Linked DNA regions of Triticum aestivum: region 2 is linked to region 1. A link is a contact called in public Hi-C data. All regions are on one chromosome and are shown on one strand. The core of a region is the stretch at or near the end of the contact, and the rest is flanking DNA. Distances in the headings are between cores, read along the strand shown.

Region 1 (5,483 bases), core at 2,228-4,727:
AACCTTCGCCATGATTTTTCCGGAAATTAGCTTTCTTGCGGCGAAAGAAGAGCATCAACCGCCTTACACGGTGCCCACGAGGATCAGGGGTGCGCCCCTGCCTCGTGGCCCCCTCGGGCACCGTCTCGCATTGATTCTTCTTCCCAAAAATCATAAATATTCGAAAAATATTCTCCATCCGTTTTTATCCCTTTTGGACTCCTTTTGATTTGGGGTTTCTGCGAAACATAAAACATGCAACAAACAGGAACTGGCACTGGGCACTGGATCAATATGTTAGTCCCAAAAATAGTATAAAAAGTTGCCAAAAGTATATGAAAGTTGTAGAATATTGGCATCGAACAATCACAAATTATAGATATGACGGAGACGTATCAGTATGTTACTTGCCTGAGATTCAATCGTCGGTATCTCAATACCTATTTCAATCTCGTTACCGGCAAGTCTCTTTACTCGTTCCGTAATGCATCATCCCGTAACTAACTCATTAGTCACATTGTTTGCAAGGCTTATAGTGATGTGCATTACCGAGAGGGCCCAAAGATACCTCTCCGACAATCGGAGTGACAAATCCTAATCTCGATCTATGCCAACTCAACAAACACCATCGGAGACACCTATAGAGAACCTTTATAATCACCCAGTTACGTTGTGACGTTTGGTAGCACACAAAGTGTTCCTCCGGTATTCGGGAGTTGCATAATCTCATAGTCATAGGAACATGTATAAGTCATGAAGAAAGCAATAGCAACATACTAAATGATCAAGTGCTAAGCTAACGGAATGGGTCAAGTCAATCACATCATTCCCTAATGATGTGATCCATTTATCAAATGACAACTCATGTCAATGGCTAGGAAACTTAACCATATTTGATTAACGAGCTAGTCAAGTTGAGGCATACTAGTGACACTCTATTTGTCTATGTATTCACATATGTACTAAGTTTCTGGTTAATACAATTCTAGCATGATTAATAAACATTGATCATGATTTAAGGAAATATATAAATTACAACTTTATTATTGCCTCTAGGGCATATTTCCTTCAATGCATTATGGAGCACCCTCCATACATGGCATCCCAGCCTCCATTTGGCGTTTCATGGACAACTTTTGGAGTGCACTCGATCCAGCAAAACCGTTGGTAAGAAGTAAACATATGTTGTCCACCGCTACACGGTGAGGATGGAAGGAAGATTAGGGAAAATGTTGCACCGATGAGTGGGCCCCACGGTATGAAGGCTGCCAATATGGCGACTCTGACTCTATGGATTGCTTTGGCAACCTCCATATTATTTTGGAGCGCGCTCCATATGCATTGTGGAGGCTGATATGGAAATTCTGCTAGGATTGCTCTTAAAATTAGCATTCAATAGACATATTTGTTTGAACTGTTGTCAATTTTAAGCTCTTGAGACATTAAGAATCAAGGAAATTACTCTGTAATTAAATTTGTGTTCCTCGGGTTTTGTATCGTAGGAATCATCAAACAAACCTTTGAGGGAATATTTATAAATATCTCAAAGTGTTGATAAAACCCAACCGAGATACATCACAGGCAAGACCCTTGTTATGATCCATGGAGAAGATAAGATTTTCTATATCCTCCCAGGAGTACTCAGCCAAGAAGATTTGATTTATCTTAGGGTCTATAGTCTGAGCAAAAGGGAAATTAGTTGAAATAGAGCAATCAAATGATGCATCAAATAACTATTCATAGTATCCAGGTATATGTTGCGTCAGAGCCTCTTGCCCCTCAACTCAGTTATTCCCATCCCCAAGAGACATAATTGAATTTTATTTCATCCTTCCACTTGCCTTACTCATGAAATATCTAGAGTTGCTATCACCCGGCTTAAGGTCTTTTTCCTTAGTTCTTTTCATCCTTTGGTGTCATCCTATTTCATGTTTTTAAGCTCATCCTCTAGAGATTCCTCTATTGGATTTCTTGAGCATCCAAACCACATAAAAAGCCAAGGCATTAATCTTGTCAACTAGATGAGGGTTTTGGCCCCATGATGTGCCGGCCACACACACCCTAGTGGGTCGTCGGGTTTAAGACCCAAAGCACATGAGGGATCCCTAGTCAACTATGTTACTTCCTGAAACGACTACCCCCCCCCCCCCCCCTCACCCGACCTCCCAAAAGGAAAAGTTTTCAACTGCAATATGGAGAGGAGCCTGAGCTGAGCTGTCCAAGGCAAGAAGATCAAGACGGAGGATAGGCGAACCGACTAAGGCCGAGTATAAATATGCGAGACCCGAAGACGGAGGCCAAGCGACCTCATATCGAAGTAGCTGGACCCCCAGTTGTTCTTGCTGATATATTGCTCTTTGAAATAATTCCATATAAGCAAGATTGGTGCTATTACTTGAATTACAAGGGCCTAGACCGGGGTAGAATCTTTGCCATGTGTCCATCTTGTAACTGAAGGCCACATACGTTACAATACAGTTGATGGGTACTCTGCAAAACACCACAAAGCTGACTCTCTAAGTAGGTTATCCTTTTTCTATTTTATGCGCTACAAAAACAACATTCCATCCTTTTAGCTTCCTTCTCAAAGTCCTCATCCTCCACTGCCACTCATCTAGATGGTTATGTCCTTTATAAGGAAGATTCCACACATGCTGAACAACTCACTTCAAATCCTCTCTTCAGAACCAGCACATCTGAAATTTAAAAAGATGATGTGTAACGAAAACCAGACCAGAAGCCACTAGAATGGAGGTATGGCCAGATATATCTCACTCCAAGCCTTTGACTGTGAACATAGGATAATGTAAATCCCGCTCAGGGCTCACAAGAATCCTACCAAGCTTCTCATATACAGGATTTTCATGATCATTAGACCATGTAAACATCATGTTTATGAGATCTAGCTCAATCAAATTACTGTTCTCTGCTCGCAAAAGAAAATTATTGTTCTCAATAATGCAACTGAAGAACATGATCCATTTTCCACATTCACCATTATTATTTGATCTTTCTTCACTTCATCCTACAATATTGAAATCACGCCAAACTCGAAAAAGGAAAAATTACACCCAACGCATTCATTCATCCATCATAGATGATGATTTAGGCTTCTCTACTATCGGAAAAAGTCAGCTCCCATGAGGGCTGGCACGTGCGGCGCGTGTGACTTCACGTGGGAGCGTAGACGCGCGCGAAATTAAGCGGCAGGTCTGTATCGATCGTTGCGGCGCACCGCCAGCATGCACAAACTTGACCCCGGCGGCCGACGGCGACATAGGCTTGCGGACGGAGTAAAAGAAGATGGTGATCGACGCATCAGTTCATCACGCATGTACCCACATACGCGCAGCCAGGAATCTGCCGCCGGCGTGCGTGGTGCGAGCGGGGGACACGTACGCGCGGCGGGCCGGCGATGGGGACTAACCACTAACGCATCCGCTGCCGCGAAACCCAGGGTGGGCGGGGGAGGTACGTGGCCGGAACGACCGGCGCGAGCGAGCATTCCGTACGACGGCGACGGCCGTGAATGGATGCATGCTTGAGGGCGCCATGCATATTGTCTCTGGTGGTGCTTGCTGCCTTGCTGGCGTCGCCGTGATACGTGAGAAAGTTACGTGATTTGGATGGGCCGCTGGGAGTCATAAATGGAATAACGATCCACCCCTGTTGTGTACTAAAATTCTTGGATCGAAAATGACGGACGAATTTTTGGCTCCCCATTGCTGGGACGACACGTCTACTCCTCTCTTCCACATGCCACTAGGAGTAGAGCCAAATGCCTCGTGAAGCATTAGATGAGACATCGACAAAGAGAGGCGAAGAAGATACTCCTGTATGCTAGTAGATATGCCACGCTTCAAGCATTCACTGCATGCATTTGGTATGCTACTTGAATTTACTACGTCGAAGAATTTTAGGGCAACCGTAAGTCGGTATATCTTCTAGACATTTGGTACGTGGACCATATCTATATAGCGCTATACCATGCATTCATGCATGCACACAACAATTTCTTGTCTTGCAAAAGTCAAAAACAGAACCAAAAGGAAATGTAGCAAAGACGTACAACTATGGGTCTCGCAGCTTTAGATTCTTCGCGGATCCCCCCACGCTGAACGCGGATACGTAGTCCGTACAAGCGTAGATAGATCGTTAGCTTTTGATTCGCATCGTCCTGGAGGCGGCGGCGTGGCGCGGCGACGGCCGCTCGTTGCCGGCGAGCTTCACCTTCACGTGCCCACCGGGGCCACGCGGCCTCGCCGGACCACCGATACCTGTCGTCCCCTCCGTCGACGCGCAAAGCCAAAGCCGGCGCCCACAACTCTTTGTCCTCATGTACGGGCTGCTGTACCGCTTGTCCCATCCGAAGCCCGTGTGTTGCTGCATCTGCATGCGTGTCCACCTTAATCATGGAGATCGGTGCAGCGTAAGTTCCGCTGCGATGTGCCGTGACATCTTTTCTTGCGGGGTCAGGGAAGCCATTATGTTGGAGCAGGCTAGAGGATTTGCCAACCACAAGGGGTGATGCTTTTCTGAGCCGGAGAAAAGGTCTTTAAGAACAGTGAACATCTAGGGTGGTAAACTACATCTCCGCATGACAGATTTGATGGAAGCTCTGGTTGAACTTGAGATTCTTATTTAGGAGATTTTGAGCAGAGGTATTTGGGATTTTCTTGGGAGCCTTTTCAAGAGTTTTAGGTCATCCTAAGATGAAAGCTCCACTTGAACTACAGAAAGGATAATCCGAAAAAAAAAACAACAGATACGATTTCAAGCAGAGATATTTTGGATTTCGGGGTGCCCTTTCATAAGTTTTGGGCCAGCCGCAAACTAACTTCATTCCCGTACAGGAGAGTTCCTACTCGGCTTTATCTTTTTCGAATGAGAAACCCTACTTGGCGCTCAAAGCGTCAAGTTGACGGTAATAGCGCTCGCGGGCCGCGGGACAGTCGCTAGCTCTATTGTCTTGGCCGCTCCCTGCTCGATACATGTATTAGAAAAATATTCCATAAAAAAGTATTAGAAAATGTTAACGTTGTATACAAAAATATGTAAAAAATCAAACAAAAGATGTATTATAAAACAAATCTAGCAAGCATTTTAAAACTGTTGAATGTGTATAGAAGTTTCTCATGTATGCAAAAGAATGTACACGCAAAATATACAACTTGTGTGAAAAAAGTTGATCGTGTATTTTTTAAATCAAGCATTTGAAAAACTATTTAGAAAATGTAATCAAGCATTTGAAAAAAAAATCTTGTATTTCATTTTTTAAATTCAAGCATTTGAAATTTATTAAAATGTATACAGAAATAATTGTTGAGCTTGTATTAAAAAATGTTAAACTTGTATTCCAATAATGTCAAATGTGTATTAGAAAAATTTTCAATGTGTATAGATAACAAGTTGACCATGTATACAAAAAAACTTGCATTTGAAAAAAAGTTAATGAAGCATTTGAAAAATGTTAAATGTGCATAGACAATTATTTGACCATATAT
Region 2 (5,483 bases), core at 1,786-4,285, 650 kb before region 1:
TCAAACAAGCCAAATCCTATAGGATAGGATTGAGATGAACATGTCATGTTAATCTTGTGTTTTTTCTATTCTCACGTTTTCAGTTGGCTTGATCCAAACCCTTTGCGCGGCTTGCTCTGCTCCCCGGTTGGGCAACATCGTGCGGGCGATGTGATCGAAGCATGTTGGCCCCGACCGACTACGCCACCACAAGCGGCTGATGATAAGGCATGGACTGCCCGAGCTCGTGCCAGCTCAAGCTGCCACCGGCGCCATGATGCATGTGCACGAACAGTGCTCGCTATACTTCAGATTGACTCCTGCCCGCAGCATGATGAGCATCATGAGCGGCGGACAGAGCTTTAAAAATGGTGGTAGGACATGTCAGGATTGTGTATTGCAGCGGGAAGCAGAAGCGATCCTGATCCATTGATCCTCTCCAGCAGACACTGTACCTGGCCTATCCTCTGACACGGAGAAGATGCCGGAGCAGTGAACCATTTTACAGTTTCACAAAGATTTTACAGCTACGTTTTGCCGCAGCCCTGCTCGGAGTTACCGAGCCTTGCTGCGTGCGCCCCTAGCCTGCTACAGAGCCAGGTCGACCTCCGCCGCTGTTGGAGCTAGTTTACATTGTTCGTGGGACCTGCGGATGGTCGCCCGGTGTCTGCTCGTGCTCGGCCTGCGCTGCGGTGGCGGCATCGTTGGTGACGGGGCCGGGAGCCATGTGAGCGCCCGCCACCGCCGCCTGGTGGAACGGTGGCGGGGGAGGCATCGCGTGGCCGCCGAAAATGGGCGCGCCGGGCATCATCGGGTAAGGGAACTGCGCGGCGCCGGCGGCGGCGACGAGGCGCGGGTCGAAGGGGCCCATGCCGAACCCCATGGCGCCGAGGTGGTGGTGGTGGAAGTGCGCCATGGGCGGCATCTGCATGTGCTGCATTGCCATCATCGGCGGCATGCACAGCCCGGCCGTCCCCATCGTCGACATCATCTGGACCTGGAGCTGCAGGGTCTTGAGGTACTCGATGGCCTCCTCCAGCATCGACGCCTTGTCAATCTTCATCACCACAAACATTGGATGTCACGCTGTGCTCATTGTCAAAGATTTTTCGAGTTTTCTTGCGAGGGTTGGGTGTGTCGTGTACCTTGTTGCAGTTGGGGATGAGTTCTTGCAGGGCGCGCATCTTCTCGTTGATTCGATCCCTTCTCCTCTGCATAGCAATTTCATACACCAATTTAGCTATCTTCCAAGAAGGAATACCAATTTAGCAACCGGAAGAATGCCACTTCGGTGTACTGTGTACATTTATTTATTTTGTGCATTCGGGATCGCTACTAGTACATACCCTCTCCGACATGTTGTGCACTTCCGCGGTGCGGCCGCGCTTGGTGCTCCTCGCCGCCGACCTTCTCAGCCCGCCGGCCTCGTCGTCGAGATCCTGCAGGCAGATTGCGTTTGAGATTTTGATGAAACAAGAAGCACAATACTGCGTTCGTGGTGTTAACCATGTGTCCAGCGCTTTACCTCGTCGTCCTGACTGACGGACCACTCCAGAGTCTGGTGGCTGCTCCTCTTCAGCTGGCTCCGCTCACCGTTGTCGGAGCAGACAGACGAGGTCGTCGCTGTTGCGGGCGGCGGTGGCATCTCGGAAGCCCTCGCCTCCGATTGTAATCTCTGGGGTAACGCCGCAGCCCTCACTTCCGGTTGCAATCTCGGTGGTAACGCCGCAGCCCTCGCTTCCGGTTGCAGTCTCTGGGGTAACGCCGCAGCCGGTTCTGCAGCATGCCGGACAGGCACCGGCGGTGCCGGAGGACGGGATGCGGATACCGCGGCGGGCGACTCCTTGGGCGGCTGCAGCCACGCCGTCCTCTGCTCCGAGAACAGCGGGGTGCTTCTTAGCCTGTTGGTCTGCAGCAGCGTCGACTCGACGGACTTGCTCCCCGCGGCAGACGTTCTCGTGCTGGCCTGCGGCAGCGAGCGCTGCAGGGGCCTCGAGAAGAAGGAGAAGTTCATGACGCCCTCGCCGGTGGATCGAGGCGCCTGCTGCTGCTGCTTGGGGGGCGCAGGTGGCTCCGGCAGCGGCGGCACGACGACCGCTGCGTGAGACGTCGATGGCGCTCCGGCATCTCTGCTCGCCACCGCAGCGGGGAGCTCGGAGAAACCGGGAAACAAGGTGGAGAAGTAGTCCTGGGGCAGCGGGGCCGTGTCGCCGCCGCTGCCGTCGTCGTCCACGCCGATGATGGGGTAATGTTGCAACCACGGCACGGCGTCGTCGTCGTGTCCCTGCGCCATCGCCGTCGCCGACGCGGGGTGCTTGGCGAGCTCCTGCGCCTTCATAGTGCCGGCGGCGCTGCAGGAGAAGGGAGGGAAGGGCGATGCCGCCCGCCGGAGCGCCGGTCCGTTATCCCAGAGCAGCTCCTCCAGCTCGTTGCCCGGCTCACTCCTGCGCAGCAGCATCACGCACACATCATCGTCAGTACCCGCGCCCGCGCGCACACCAGAGACCAGACTAAGCTAAGCTAGCAGTGGCCGGCGAATCAAGAACCAAGAAGAAAAGGAAGAGCACGGCGGCCGTGCGTCAAGAAACTCACATCCCCGGCACCGGCAGGTGTCGATATATAAACGACGGAGATCTTCCAGCTCTTGCGGCGACAGGTGTAGCACGGCCGACGCCTCGCCGCGGTTGGCAGAGTATTATTTTATCTTCCCTCTTCCCGTCACGAGTCACGAGCGGAGCTGCAGCTGCAGGGAAGGAGGGGTGGAGGAGTAGCGCACCAACTCGAAGCAGAGCCGTCTGAATCCGATGCGCGTGTGTGAGGGGGAGCAGTTAAGGAAGAGCGACGCGCCACCTAACGAGGCGTCGCCATTGATGCCAACGGACGCGGCACGGGTGGGGGATGGGCAGCGGGAGGTCGAAGTGGGGGGCGCCCGCCGAGCCGTCGAATATATAGCCGGGACGACGATCGAGAGGGGGGAAGCTCGTGCCGCTAGACCACGACCTATTTGTTGCCGCACTGTCTGCCCATCACCCCAGCGATCTCGATCCGGTGGCTACTGGCCTACTGCCTATCCTCGTGGCCGGCCGTCGGTTACCAGCCAAACTTTCATGCAGCGCTGCACCATCACCTGTGCAGGGTCTCACCCGCAGCTTTCACACCAGTGAGCCTAGCTCAACTGGTGGAGGGTTTGGATGTACAAACCCAACATCTAGGTTCAAATCCTCACGAAGACGAATTTAGGTCCCTATTTATTCTTGAGGAGTAGACTTTCTTGGTACTCACGCATAAGTGCATAACCGAGATTAAAAATCTTAGTACTCGTACTTAAATAAGGCTGTATGCATCCTTAGTTGGTGCAGAGGCTAGGGAAGTGAAATTCTTCCCAATTTTTTTGATTCACCCACGCGTTCTTCTCCGGCACCTTATTCTGGATGTACAAACCCAACACCTAGGTTTAAATCCTCACAGAGACGAATTTAGGTCCTTATTTATTCTTGAGGAGTAGACTTTCTTGGTACTCACGCATGGGTGCATAACCGAGATTAAAAATCTTAGTACTCATACTTAAATAAGGCTGTATGCATCCCTAGTTGGTGCAGAGGCCAGGGAAGTGAAATTCTTCCCAATTTTATTGATTCACCCACGCGTTCTTCTCCGACACCGTATTCTCTGACGTTAGCTGGAGCGGGTCTGCAGGCAGTGGGAGATATGGGAGGAGGCTCTGGAGGCGTCAGACCCCCCCTCCTCCCCTTCACCTGTACTTGCCAGTTCTGAAGGCCTCGTGGAGACGGTCCAGTCACCACGGGTCTGGACTACGGAGGAGGTGATCGCGTTTGGTGGACATCCGGACCCGGTGCTGTCTGGCAGGCGTGTCAACAGCCGAGTTCAGGACCAGCCGGACGCCGCCGACTTTCAGCTTGGACGTGCTATGAGGGCCGCCAAGCTAAGGGACGTCGAGACTCAGACAGGTATGTCGGTTAATAAGCAATGCTCTATTTTGCATTTTTCTGAACATGACATCATTAGTAAGGCACATGACATAGGAGTCTCGCTTGGGTCTAATGGGAAAGAAATTGCTAAATCAGTTAAGATATTTTGGACTTATAGGCTGAGAGAGCTTCCGAGTTGATCCGCGCGTTAGCGGCAGTTAAGCCTATGTCGGATGCTCATATTAATAACTTGGGTATCTCTACGCTAGAGAACTTTTGTGATGGAATGATGCCTTCTTCCGATGCCGAAGGAGACGCAGAAGATGCGGAGTCTGTGCAACCAGTTGGCCCCCCGTCATTGTAGGCGGGGATACAATAGACTATAAATTGTGTAGAGGAGGTGTCGGCATTAGATAAACCTAAAAGTTCCTGGAAGAGGAAGATTTATCCAACGCCAGCGTTCCGTAGAAGTGCGAGAGTGAAACTAAAGAAAAAAAACCATGATGAAATATGAAAGGGGTCTTTTGGAATAGCAAAGGTCTAGCAGACTTAGCTGAGAAAAGGTTCCTGGCAGAATTCTATAAGAAATGTTGGCATATCGTGAAAGATGATCTTATGCCTATGTTTCATGATCTTTTTAATGGGCATCTGCAACTGTCCCATTTAAATTTCGGCACGATTACACCACTACCAAAGAAAGAGGAAGCAATTCTCATTGAGAAATTCAGGCCCATATGTCTCTTGAATGTGAGTTTCAAGATCTTTATGAAAGTGGACACCAATAGACTGACACAGATTGCCCATTCAGTTGTGCAACCAAGTCAGACTGCCTTTATGCCTGGAAGACACATCCTAGAAGGGGTAGTTGTCTTACACGAAACGTTACATGAAATCCACTCAAAGAAACTCGATGGGGTAATATTCAAAGTGGATTTTGAGAAGGCATATGACAAGGTTAAATGCCCATTTCTACAGCAAGCCATGCGCAATAAGGGCTTTAATGGGACATGGAGGAATCACATGGATTCTTTTGTCCAGAAAGGTAGTGTCGGGATAAAGGTGAATGATGACATTGGTCATTATTTTCAAACGCATAAAGGCCTGAGACAAGGAGACCCGATGTCTCCGATTCTGTTTAACATCGTGACAGACATGTTGACAGTTCTCATAAGGTCGGGCCAAGGAGAAAGTCTTGCTAGGTGGTCTAGTTCCCCATTTGGTGGATGGGGGTGTCTCTATCCTACAATATGTGGATGACACCATTATCTTCGTGGAGCACGACCTCGCAAAGGCCAAAAATATGAAGCTAGTATTATGCCTATTTGAACAAATGTCTGGTCTATAGATCAATTTTCACAAGAGTGAATTGTTCTGCTTTGGTAGCACTAAAGATGACCAAGACAGCTACAAGCACCTGTTCGGTTGTGAACTGGGATCATTACCGTTCAGTTATCTAGGCATTCCAATTCACCACGAGAAATTAACTAATAAAGAATGGAAATGTATCGAGGATCGATTAGAGAAGAAACTAAGCTGCTGGAAGGGTAAGCTTATGTCTTATGGAGGACAGCTAGT

Evidence for each region. Hi-C and Micro-C count contacts between places; a contact is called where the count stands out from the background.
Region 2: a Hi-C map of leaf shows a contact between it and region 1, with 6 times the contacts expected there. The contact joins the promoter of LOC123110986 here to the enhancer-like site in region 1. A contact is called at or near these places in 3 of 5 Hi-C or Micro-C datasets (leaf and an unstated tissue) and 1 of 1 datasets of contacts at active chromatin or transcription factors (leaf).

The regions. Positions count from the first base shown.
Region 1 is chr1B:114,813,590-114,819,072 of IWGSC CS RefSeq v2.1, reverse strand. No RefSeq gene overlaps it. Among protein-coding and RNA genes, the nearest start is that of LOC123087870, 110 kb to the right of the region's middle. Within about 2 kb of position 3,477, at least 2 of the 8 cell types and tissues checked have an H3K27ac peak or open chromatin away from gene starts, as enhancers often do. A contact at or near this core is called in leaf, where this site is marked.
Region 2 is chr1B:115,458,769-115,464,251 of IWGSC CS RefSeq v2.1, reverse strand. It overlaps LOC123110986 (transcription factor APG), which reads right to left and starts at 3,035. Exons shown (of 5, transcript XM_044531644.1): 1 at 2,572-3,035; 2 at 1,505-2,423; 3 at 1,326-1,418; 4 at 1,125-1,190; 5 at 370-1,036. The coding sequence starts at 2,573. The coding sequence ends at 608.